Linked DNA regions of Arachis hypogaea: region 2 is linked to region 1. The links are chromatin contacts, called in public Hi-C maps. All regions are on one chromosome and are shown on one strand. The core of a region is the stretch at or near the end of the contact, and the rest is flanking DNA. Distances in the headings are between cores, read along the strand shown. Region 1 holds the start of LOC112755037 (phytyl ester synthase 2, chloroplastic). Region 2 overlaps LOC112759102 (a long non-coding RNA gene).

The links. Hi-C and Micro-C count contacts between places; a contact is called where the count stands out from the background.
Region 2: a Hi-C map of leaf shows a contact between it and region 1, with 4 times the contacts expected there. The contact joins the enhancer-like site here to the promoter of LOC112755037 in region 1. A contact is called at or near these places in 2 of 8 Hi-C or Micro-C datasets (both in leaf).

What each region holds. Positions count from the first base shown.
Region 1 is chr16:131,313,291-131,319,243 of arahy.Tifrunner.gnm2.J5K5, forward strand. LOC112755037 (phytyl ester synthase 2, chloroplastic) reads right to left here and starts at 3,338. Exons shown (of 14, transcript XM_025802918.3): 1 at 2,494-3,338. The coding sequence starts at 2,926.
Region 2 is chr16:131,366,417-131,372,369 of arahy.Tifrunner.gnm2.J5K5, forward strand. LOC112759102 (a long non-coding RNA gene) reads right to left here. Exons shown (of 2, transcript XR_003179956.3): 2 at 5,505-5,858. Among protein-coding and RNA genes, the nearest start is that of LOC112759102, 3.7 kb to the right of the region's middle. Within about 2 kb of position 2,880, at least 3 of the 3 cell types and tissues checked have open chromatin away from gene starts, as enhancers often do.

The sequences.
Region 1 (5,953 bases), core at 2,088-4,587:
ACGGTTCTGCGCGAAATCTCCAACTGGTGGACTTTATGTAGAAAAAATAAACCTTGTTAGTTTTCAAATTTTTCTAATTACTTTAATCAATTTTAAAATTTAGAATTATACACTTTATTTAAAAATTCATCTATAACTTTTTATTTGTACTACTGACTGTATCATTTATGCTTGTAAAACGTCAGAATAATTGTTACACACTATTAGATTAAAACATGTATATTATTGCAAGTTTTACATCTGTTAAGAATAAAGAATGTGAAGCCAATGAGTTATAGCTCAAATAGCATAGTCTCTCCATACTCAATTAAGAGGTTGAGGGTTCGAGTCATCTTTGGTAAAAAAAAAAAAAAATAAAGAATGTGAATGGCTCTAAATCTTAGCTGAATTAAACCTACTCAATTCTTAATATATAGTATGTTAAAAACAACATCTCGGTCTAATTTCCAAATTATCTCAAACAATGAACACAAACTTCTTCTTTTTTTTTTTGAACTAAATATGAATTTTGAGGCACATCAAACAAAAGAGGTAATTTTTCAGGAGTATGCTAAAAAAAATTATGAGGCCGATGTTGGGAATATACGATATAAAATATTTTAAGGACTTTGTTAGGTAGACAATGACTTTTGTGAATAATGTGAATAATGAGATTTAAAATTGGCCTAATAAAGTAAAAACATACTATATCCCCAAATTATCCACTTAAATCTTAATATTATGATAACCATCCGCACACTTAGTAAATTGAGCATCCAATATATCCATTGTTCACATTATTTAGTATTTTCATTGTTCACCTATACTTTTCCATATTTTAAAGTTGTAGACCAAAATTAAAATATTGAAAAGTTTTCTCGCATGCATGATCGGGGTACAAGTTCCAACTCCTATTAATTTTACTATTCAATTCGATATAGTTTAAATTGCTAATTTCACTTTTATATTTCAAAGAGTAAACTAAATTATTTTTTACACCATAATAAATCAACTAAAATAATATCCAACTAGACATTTTAATTGGAATCAGAAAAAAAGTTATTAAATGATGATCTATCCTTCTGTAGTAATCTGTAGTATATTTAATATCAGTTCGACACTTTTTAATTTAGATATGAAAGAGAGAATGGTGTAGGAGACAGTTATGGAATGTATAAATGCTTTATGCAGCTGTAGTATCAGAAATTAAAATCGGACTGTCCAATTTGTAAGAGGTATAGAAATCAGACCGTCTGATTTTTTGGTACACAAATTGAACCCTCCGATTTGTGTTTAAAAAATTAAAAAAATTTGGGATCCGATTTGTGTACTAAGAATTTTAAAAGATTTTTAAACTCCGATTTGTGTACTCCAAAATTTTAAAATTTTTTAAACACAAATTGGAGGATCCGATTTATATATATCCCACAATTTTAAAAAACACCCAAAATTACAATACTAAGATATATCAGGCATCTCATTTCCATATCTAAATTTTTTAGCCTTAGTTTGATGTATACTTTTTCTAACTTTTTAATTAGGTTTTCATAGTTTAAAAGTTTGTAATTGAATTTTTATACTAGATAAAAACTTTTAATTATGTCTTTTTATTTTTTTTAAAAAAAAATACAATTTTTTTTATTTTTGTATTTAATAGAAGAAGAATTATGAAATATTATAAAAATAAATATTTTAGGATTAATGTATTTTTCTGAAAATAACAACTAACAAAAATCTAATAAAATATACAAGAAATTAATTATCTAAAATTTTATTTCAAATATCATACTTTAGATTCAAATAAAATATACAAAAACATTTAGTTCATGTGTTAAATATATATTAGGTTTTTTATACAATAATATATAAAGATATTAATTTATCCTCTAATTTTTAAAAGAAAACAGAGTTATTACCTTTAAATAATTAATATCCTAATAGTTTTCAGAGTAATTTTTCAATTTTTTTATAATTTAATTTTTATATAATGTCAGTATAAACAAATTTTACAAATATAACTAATTATATATTAGAACATCAGCGAAGTAATTAGTTAATTTTTAAATTTATTATTTTAAAAAAGTTATAAAAGTAGATGAATTAGACGAGTAAAGTTAAAGTCATTTCTTCGTGTTTCAAAAATCCTAAATCACGTGTAAGAGAGTATTTAGGGATTGAAGGATGCAGTAAATATGTTTCATCATCATAGAAAAAATCACACGGCATGAATGCGAGTAAAGCGGGAACAAAAACTAATAAGTTAGTTTCACAAAAGTTGAATGAATTGAACTTTAGAACTGCTCAACTAGTAAAAACGACTAAACACATTGTGACACGCAGTTCAAAAACCGTTGAAAAGTAAACGACAGAAAGAAAATCAATACCAACACAAACCCCGCAAAAATGAACCAGTAAAAACCCACACAATAGCAGTAGCAGTAAACCAACCAAGCAATGCATACTGAGAAGAAAACGAAAATGAAAAAAAAAAGAGAAGACAAAATAACGACTAACCCGGTAAGTAGAGTAACACCGGCGGATCCTCCATTTGCCAAGAACCGCTGCAATCCCCCGTATCCGGCGGCGAGAACCACCGCGGCGCTCCACCACCACCGTTCTCCTTTTCCTCGTCGATTATCACCTTCGATTCTTCCAGAAACCGCTTCATACCGCTGAACACGCTTCTGTTCTTGCTCTCCTCTTCTTCCTCTTTCAACTTCGCGTCAACGCCTCTTTCTCCATCCGCTTCTCGCTTCACCACCGGATTTGTTTTTTCCGGCGACGTTGTTACCGCAGACGTCGGCGCCGGAGGCCGGTCAACGGACACGGCGAAGCGCGGGATCCGGACGGGGGACCGGTGTTTCTTCCCGGCTAATGGCGATGTCGTCGTCTCGCGGCGGATGACTACTCTAAAGAGAGAGGCTGCGGTGGCCGCCGCCGTTGCCATGGTGGTTCCGAAAGGTGAGATGATTTGAGACTCCTGAGGAGACAGAAAAATGAAAAATGAAAAACGAAAAAAGTGCTTTTTATAGAGGAAAAGGCAAGAATGACTAGTCTGAATGAATTCTGTTTTCTATGGAAAATAGATTGAAATAATGAACATATGAGGCTGATTTTTTTGGATATGGAAACTGTAATTGTGTTGTGCGTGGTTATGATATATAAAGGTGTTAGACTAATTTGTGGGACAGTTTTTCTCAGATTTGGTTTTAAGAAATCGGACCATCCGATTTTAGTGTTGTTAAATTTTTTTTAAGCAAATCGGATGGTCCATTTTGTATGGAGGGAGTACATGAAGTTCACATCAAGGTTATCAGACCCTGCGAGTTGTGAATGAATAAAATTTTAATAATTACCGTAAATGAAATCGGAGAGTACGTTTTGATTATTATATGTTTTTTTGAATAAGGTAAACAACTCGCTGGGTCCGAGTTGTACTCTTACCCCTCACACGGTCCGATTTCTATGTGCTTGACACCATACGCCGGTAAAGCTCTCCTTCTCTCCATAACGTGGTCCAACACTTACTCACTCTCCATAACAAAATTAATTTGCGTGAGAATTTGCACATATCCTATTTTATATTTTTTGGTAATAAATGGGTAATTTGTATTTTTTTTATAAGTCACATCAAAAGTAAACAAAAATTCAGTGTTGGTAAAGAGGGAAATAACAAATAAGCACTGTTTATAAGAAAATTATTGTACTATAAATTTAATTTTCATATATCATCGTATAGAAAGAATTTACATAAATAATTATTTATTATTAAATTAATAAAAATAACAAAATTTAAATTTAATTAGTTAAAAAATTATTTAAATATATAAATTCAATCAAATAACTGTGTAAAATTTTTTATATTATTAATGAATTAAAATTAAATTTTCATAATAAAATAAAAAATTAATTTTTATTATTATATATTTAATTATTTTATAATGACATATTTAACTATTTTAATAATTAATTATTTTATTTCAAAAATATATTAAAAATTAATTTCATATGATTTTTTCACAAATTGTAAAATTAATTTGTTCTTTGTCGCAAATCAACTAATCTTACTAATTTTCGAAAGAATAATAGTAAAAAAATAAAAATAAAAATTAACTAATGATAATTTTAATATTTTAGTTTTATAAATTATATTAATACTTTTCAAAGAACTTCCAATTTGGGGATAGTAATATTAAAGCGAAATTGTTTTACTCCATCAATGGAAAAATGAAACATGGCAAATGCTTGTGCAGTTGTGCATTGTCCTTTTGGTGGGTGGTGTTGGAGTTTTCGGGATGCGTGTATCTAGTGTTCCCTTTTATGCTGCGTGGCCTCTGATCTGCTTTTCACTTCTTCCACACAAATAAAGATTTTTTTTGTACAATGTATATAAAGAAAATGAATAAATAATTAAATACTACTACTCCATAATTTGAATTTTGATTCTGAAATTAGAAGTATCAAATAATGAAAAAATACCATATTTAAAAAAAAGACAAATTATTATGATTGTATTTACTTTACATAATCGTTAATAACACCATTTTCTACAATTAAAAAATAGTAGCATTTAGACTAATGAAAAAAGGAAAGTTTCGTAATGATAATAGTTTATAATAATAAAAATAAGTTAGTAATGATGATGTCCATACTTGAAGTGAGTTTACGAACTGAAAGGATGAAGATTGGAGATTTTAATTTCGGCATGCGTAGAATTAAATTGGGTAGACAACCTGCAAGACCCTCTAATACTAAAGTTAGTAATATTTTAGGTGATATGGAACATGTGTCTTATCTGCTGAGTGTCTTTTTTTTTTATCTTTGTCCTCTTGGATTGTGCCATTTTTCAGTATTTAGTGCCTTTAAGTTATGTTCTTAATGGTGGGATTTAACGATTTCAGGCTTAATGGCGCTGTCGTTGTGTCGTGTTTAGTATTATAAAATAATGTCGGATTCTCATTTAATCGTCGTTCCATTATGTTACTATTTGTCCAGAACAGTGCTTCCAACTCGGATTCCTGGACTCTGTTCTTTTGTCACGGATATTCGAGTTTATGATGTTGGATTTTGTTTTTTTGATGGGACCCTAAAGGGTACTTTAAAGAAACTGAACAGTTTCCTTTAGTTTCACTGGAGCGGTTATAGTCCCCATATTTTGCAAACTGTCAGCCTTCTCCTACATTCTCTCTTTAGTAATAAATGCAACATTTTTAACTTAAGTTTAAATAGGTTTTACTTTACCTTTTTACTTTCCAGACCATTTCATTTTCAAAACCATCCTTCCAAATACGAACATTCTCCTTTCTTTCTCTCTGCAAATCTCCCTTGTTGGGTTTACTTTGCTCCCCGTTGCCGTTGCGTCCTTTGCTGTGCTAAGGAGGGTTAGTGGCATTTATTAGCAAATTCAACAGTAATTGTCATTTGAGATTAGTGAATCTTCTGTTTTTCCCCATTTTGTGTTTTTACTGGAGAAATTTCTTTGAATCCTTATTCGTTTTGCATGCTATCCCTTTTGCTTGGCATTTTTCCTGTTTTTTCTTTGTGCTTGTTATCTATGAATATGCTTTTTGTAGTAGGAGAACCACTATTTTTAGTTTTCAAATAGTTGATGATTACTGTTTGCCCCCACTCTTCGTAGTTTTCCTGCATTTTGCAAGTTCATTCTATGTTTTGAACGAGCTACAAGCTATAGGACTTATATTCTTAGGATCTTTTTATTTATGGCAACGTAGTGGTGGTAACATAGTGGTGGTGTCCCTGTAGATTTTCACGAGATGGCTAGGAAAAAGGTTATCGTGGGCTAAGGGCGTGGCGGTGCTGCTAATCTACCAAGATCCCATCCTGCCCCCACTCCGGGAATGAATAGTGAGCCAGATGTGGATATATACTCTTGGGTTTCTGAGGAAGTCAAGGATACGCCTTCTATAATTACTCATGAAGAACTTGATAATTTGAGGGAGGATCGGGTTATCTT
Region 2 (5,953 bases), core at 1,630-4,129, 53 kb after region 1:
AAGGAGCCCAAAAATCGCTCCCAGCGCCTTCTGCAATTTCTGCACGTGGCGCATGTCACGCGTACGCGTAGGTCACGCGTATGCGTCGTTTGGCGAAATTCCTTGTCACGCGTACGCGTCGCTGCCAGCTTCTCAAAACTTCATTTTCTTGCGTTCCTTCCTCTTTTGCATGTTTCTTTTTTATCCTCTAAACCATTCCTGCCCTATAAAGCCTGAAAATACTTAACACACAGATCACAGCATCGAATGATTTAAAGGGTAATTAAAATTGACAGTTTAAAGGCCCAGGAAACATGTTTTCAACTATATCACAGAATTAGGAAGGATTTGTAAAACTATACAAATTATGTGAATAAGTGTGCAAACAATTGATGAAAATCACTCAATTTAGCACAAGATAAGCCATAAAATAGTGGTTTATCAGTGCCTTTAAATTACATCCTTAATGGCAGGATTTGACGGTTTCGGGCTTAATGGCGCTACCATTGTATCATGTTTAGTGTTATATCGTAACATCAGATTCTCATTTAATTGTCGTTCTGTTATGTTACTATTTATCCAGGACGAATATGATATTTATGATTTATCTTTTAATTATATTGTAAATTAAAAAAAAAACAAAACTTTGATTCGTTAAATAAATATTTTTTATAATTAAAAAAGTGTTTTGAATACAAATATATTTTTATTTTTAAATTTAATAGCTCCAAACTCATTTGACTTGTCAGCTTTGATACGTCTACAAAAAAAAGTCAATTTTGATAAATAATATAATTTTGTGTAGAAGCTTATATATTTATCAAAAAAAGAAAAAAATTGTTGAGTAAAGAAATTAAAAAGAAAAAAAAGCAAAGAATTTGTTGCATTCTGAAACATAAATAGAAAAATCCGTCCTGTTTATTAATACTGGATAAAATGTTCTACTAGGATTCTGCCGTGAGCAAGGGGTTATTGGCTTTTTGGTCTTTAACTCATGGCAGCCACCATCATGAATGGTGGTTTTGTGAGGGGATGGGTCTCACATTCTCATACTTCAACGGAACCTGTCAGAAAAGGTGGAAAAACTTTCTCAAGGTCGATGAAAAAGGGCAAGAGGACAGGGAAAGGAGTGAAATTTTTAAGAAGCGTTGCTCTAGAACCTAGAGTGGAGAAATGGATGGAAGAGAAGAATGGTAGCAAAGAGGAGGAGTTTCACATTCAGAAGGAGACTTTGTGAAGGTGAAGGTCAAATAGAAGGAGAAAATGTTAAGAAAGTTTCTTTTGCAGGCGAAGGTGGAGCAGAGCATGCAGAGGAAAGTAATACGAATGGAAGAAATAGGGTGGATACTCAAGACAGCAAAGAAGAAGAGGAAATAACTGTCCAGAAGCTGCCAAATGGTCTCTACAATCTAGTTATCTTTGACAGAATGAAGATAGAGCTCAGAAAATATTGGTGGGAGTGTCTCTTTGTCAAAACTCCTTGGGAGAAAGATTTCTATCAGCTTTCCCATGAAGACTTCAAATGATGTGGGGAAAAAATAAGGTCTACAAAGATGATTTATTTGGACAATGAGTTCTTCCTTGTGAAGTTTTTTAATTCGGAGAATTTAGATTTCACACTAGTAGAGGGTCCATGAAAGATTTTAGACCACTATTTAATTATATAGCTGTAAAAGCCTGACTATAACTCTACTGTTGCCACAATAGACAATATTGTTGTATAGATTTGCTTGCCTGATTTGGCCATTGAATACTACCATAGATCAATTCTGGAGAAAATTGGAAATATAGTGGAAAGAATGGTGAAAGTTGACTCCAATGCAACCCAGATTACTAGAAAAAATTTTGCTCGTTTGTATGTGGAAGTATCACTGGACCAACCTTTAGCTTCCCAATATTTGATCAATGAAAAAATCTATAAGATTGAATATGAAAGATTGCACCATGATTGTTTCAACTGTAGATATGTTGGGTATGAAAAGGCTCAATGTCCTGAAATTCAAGGAAGAAATGGAGGTGGTCTAAACTAGTAGAGCACAAAGAAAACTAAAATCACATATAGAATGCGGTATCCAAAGTTGATGGTGAGGGCATCATAGTCAATTTGAAAAATGGGAAGGGCAAAAATTCCATGGAGCAATCAAATAAAGGCTATGGGCCTTGGATTCCGATTTAGAGGAGTGCACGTGGCAAAAGAAGTACAAAAAACAGAGAAAAAATGCAAAGTAGAAGAGGAAAGAAGAAAAAAAAGAAAAAGATGGTAGTGTACAATCTTCTCATTTTTCAATATTGCAAACGAGTGGTATGGAGAATCAAGAACATTCATGAGATGTCAGAAGGTGATGCCAATAAAGACAAAGGAGAGGGAACCAACCAGGTAAAGAATAAAGTTAAAAGGATTCATGCCCAACATAACAATAATACATTTACAGGTAAAGATACTGTCCATCACAATCCCTCAGCCTCACAGAAGAAATAGGCCTAAAACTGCACCAACCCTACCCAAATCCAACAATTAAAGGAAAACAACATAACCACAAAAGAGACTCATCAACCAAGCCTAATCCAAAAAACATAATCTATCCATATCTTTATCTCATACTAACATGACCAACTTGACCCATCAACAGAACAAAACCAGAACCACTCCAATATGGATATTGAAAACCCAATCACCAACCTTGAAAATCGGAAGAAACCTGACCTCAAAAGCCCAATTCAATCCTAGCAAATTCTCAAAACTTTTCAAGAGATGGAAGGTGTGGACTGTGGAGGACCTCCAGACCCGGAGCCAAGACCCCTAAATTTTAGCTCAATTGACTCAAGTGCCCTGATCAATAGAATGATACCAGTGGAGTATGCTATGAGAAATGAAGAAGAAAGACAAGAAGAAATTCATCCCTTGCAGGGGGTGAGATGCAATGCTCATAGAGGGGCTCTTATCCCTATTGGACTATAAACATATCGGGTCTAGAGGACTTATTTCTCTTATATCTTGAAGCTTGTTTATGATGAATATACTAGGCTGGAACACTAGCAGAGTTGCGAATGATGCTACCATTCGAACTTTTAAGGAATTCAAAAGGCAGCATAGACTAGATATTGTTCTCCTTTTGAGACTAAATGCAGTGGTGCTAGAGCTCTAGAGGTAATCTCTGTCCTTAGTTTTAATTTCTATATTATTGAGGATGCTATTGGGGGTGGCATATGGGTCTTTGGGAAAATAATTGTTTGAAGATTCAAGCCGTTAAAAAGTATAATCAATATGTCCACCTTAAGGTCAAATACCTAGGAATAGAACTTGGATTTTATCATCTATTTATGTTATACCTCAAGATAAAATAAGACATGTTGGTTTTGAAAACATAAAAAAATATTGCAAGAAGAAATAAAGAATCTTAGATGCTTACAAAGGACTTCAATGAAATAGGAAGTGAGGGGAGAAAAAAAGGGGTGCTCAAGTGGATACATGTTTGTAGGAGATTTAGATACTAGATAAATGAGTGTGGTCTCTTGGACCTTGGTTTTGTAGGGTCTAAATTTACTTGTAAAATAAGTCAGAGAACCGAGAATGGATAAATTTAAACGCCTTGACAAAGCCTTGGCAGTTGGCAAACACGGATTAGAGAACTGAGTTTGGGGATGATAGAGTAGAGGTTATTCCAATGGTCAATTCGGACCATCACCCTCTTTTGGCCATTCGCAAACCAGACATCATCGATGTTGGAAAAAAGCCTTTTCGATATAAGGTAATGTGGGGCACTCATCCAGATTTTCACGAGTTCATTCATGGTTACTGGAATAAAGAAAGTTGCTTTCTAAGAGCTTTGAAAGAGTTAATAGTAAATCTTAAGATGTCGAATAGAGATATTTTCGGTAACGTTTTCAGAAAAAAGAGGTGTATTTTGAACAAGTTGGGAGGCATTCAAAGAGCTGTGACCTATGAGAGGAATTCATTCTTAGAAAAATTAAAACAAAAGGCTGGGGCTGAACTTATTGAAATTGTAAACCAGAAAGAAATTTTGTGGATGCAGAAATCACGTCAATAATAGTCCGTTGAAGTTGATAGGAATACTCGATACTTTCACACTAAAATAAATACTATAAGAAGGAAAAACATTATTCTAAAGTTAAAAAGAAGGGACGGAAGCTAGAATGATGATTTAGAAGATATCAAATTAATAGTGGTCAAATTCTTCAAAGAGCTTTACCAAGAAGAAAACAATGTGATCCCCTACATCCAGACTAACACTGCATACCTCTTCTAATTGATCTAGAGAAGAGGAGTTTACAAAAGACACCAAACCATGTTGACATAAGGCAAATCATAGCATTAAAGGCTCCGGGAAAAGATAACTTCTCGGCCCTTTTCTTAAAAGAAATTTGAGAGACTATTGGAAACTCTTTTTGCTATTTTGCTAAGTATTTGTGGAGAAATGCTAAAGGAATTAACGAGATTAATTAAACTCTTCTTGCTTTGATTTCTAAGGTTGATCGACCTAAATTCATCAATAAAATTAGACCTATTGTGCTTTGCAATATGTTCTATAAATGTATTTTGAAGCTAATGTTTGCTAAAATTAAACCCATCATTATCCAAAGGATTACTCTCTAGCAAGCTAGTTTTATCCCAGGAAGAATTATTCACAACAGTATAGTAATTGTCAAAAAGATGATGTTTGACATGAACAAAATGAAAAGGGAAATGCAAATACATGGCAATAAATATAGATTTTGAAAAAACATATGATAGGTTATGATAGGAATTTATTCATAAGAGTTTGGAGGAGTTTGGTGTGACAGGGCATATTCTCAAGGTCATCATGGAATTTGTTTTCACTGCATCATTTAAGATATTATAGAATGATTGCAAAACGGAAGAATTTACTCCTATAAAGAGGTCAAGATAAGGGATCCTATTTTCCCTACTTATTTTTTATTGCCACAAACAAATTGTCACAAATTATAGAAGACAGTGTTAACAGACAAAAATGTAAGCTAATGATAGCTAGAAGGCATGGGCTTCCCATAGCACATCTTCTGTTTGTGGACGATTTAATTTTCTTTGTAGAAGCATTGAGTGAACAAATTAAAATGGTGAAAGGTAAACTTGATAACTTTTGTATGGTCTTGGGCTTGAAAATTAATTCTATGAAGACTTCTATTGTTTTCTCATAGAATGTAGACATGAATACTAAAAAAAATATCATTCAAAAATGTGAATTTCAAAAGACACCTAGCCTTGGCAGATACTTTGGTGCCATGGTTACTAATGGTAACTAATGAAAACTACAACTCAACTGACAGAGACATAATTGAATTAGAAGGTGATTATATTAACAAAGAGGGTAACTAGGTTCTAATGAGCATTAAGCAATTTTTTTTCCTAGAATATTGTTAGCAAAATCACAGTTGTCCTTCCCCCTAATGAAGCTATAGGAAAAGACCAAGTAATATGGAACCTCACCCAAGATGGGGACTTTCAACTAAGAGTGCCTATATGCACCTAATTACTCAAAACAATGTACAAGATCAAATTTAGAGTATTATTTGAAAATGGCAGGGGCCACAAAAAATGAAATATTTTCTTTGGCAAGAAACTCGTAAAAAGATTCTAACAACAAGTAAAAGAAGCAAGATGCTTGGAACAGAACTTGATTGTCACCATTGTGAAAATATACAAAAAAAAATTCCAAATTCATGTTTTGCACTATTGTGGAGTTGCGTCAAGGGTGTGGACTAATCTGATACATCCTTTCAACTTTCAAGAATTCTTCAGATCTCCCTTTGCTCACTAGATTAGATAGAATCTTTCATCGAACATAGGCTTCCAAAACTAAGAAAAGTGGCAATCTCTCTTCATCACAACCTGTTGGTGGCTATAGAAATAGAGGAATTAGAAAATTTTTAACCTTCCAGAAAAGAGACCAGTAGATCCAGTAAATTTCATTGTCAACTATGTGCAAAGCATAAA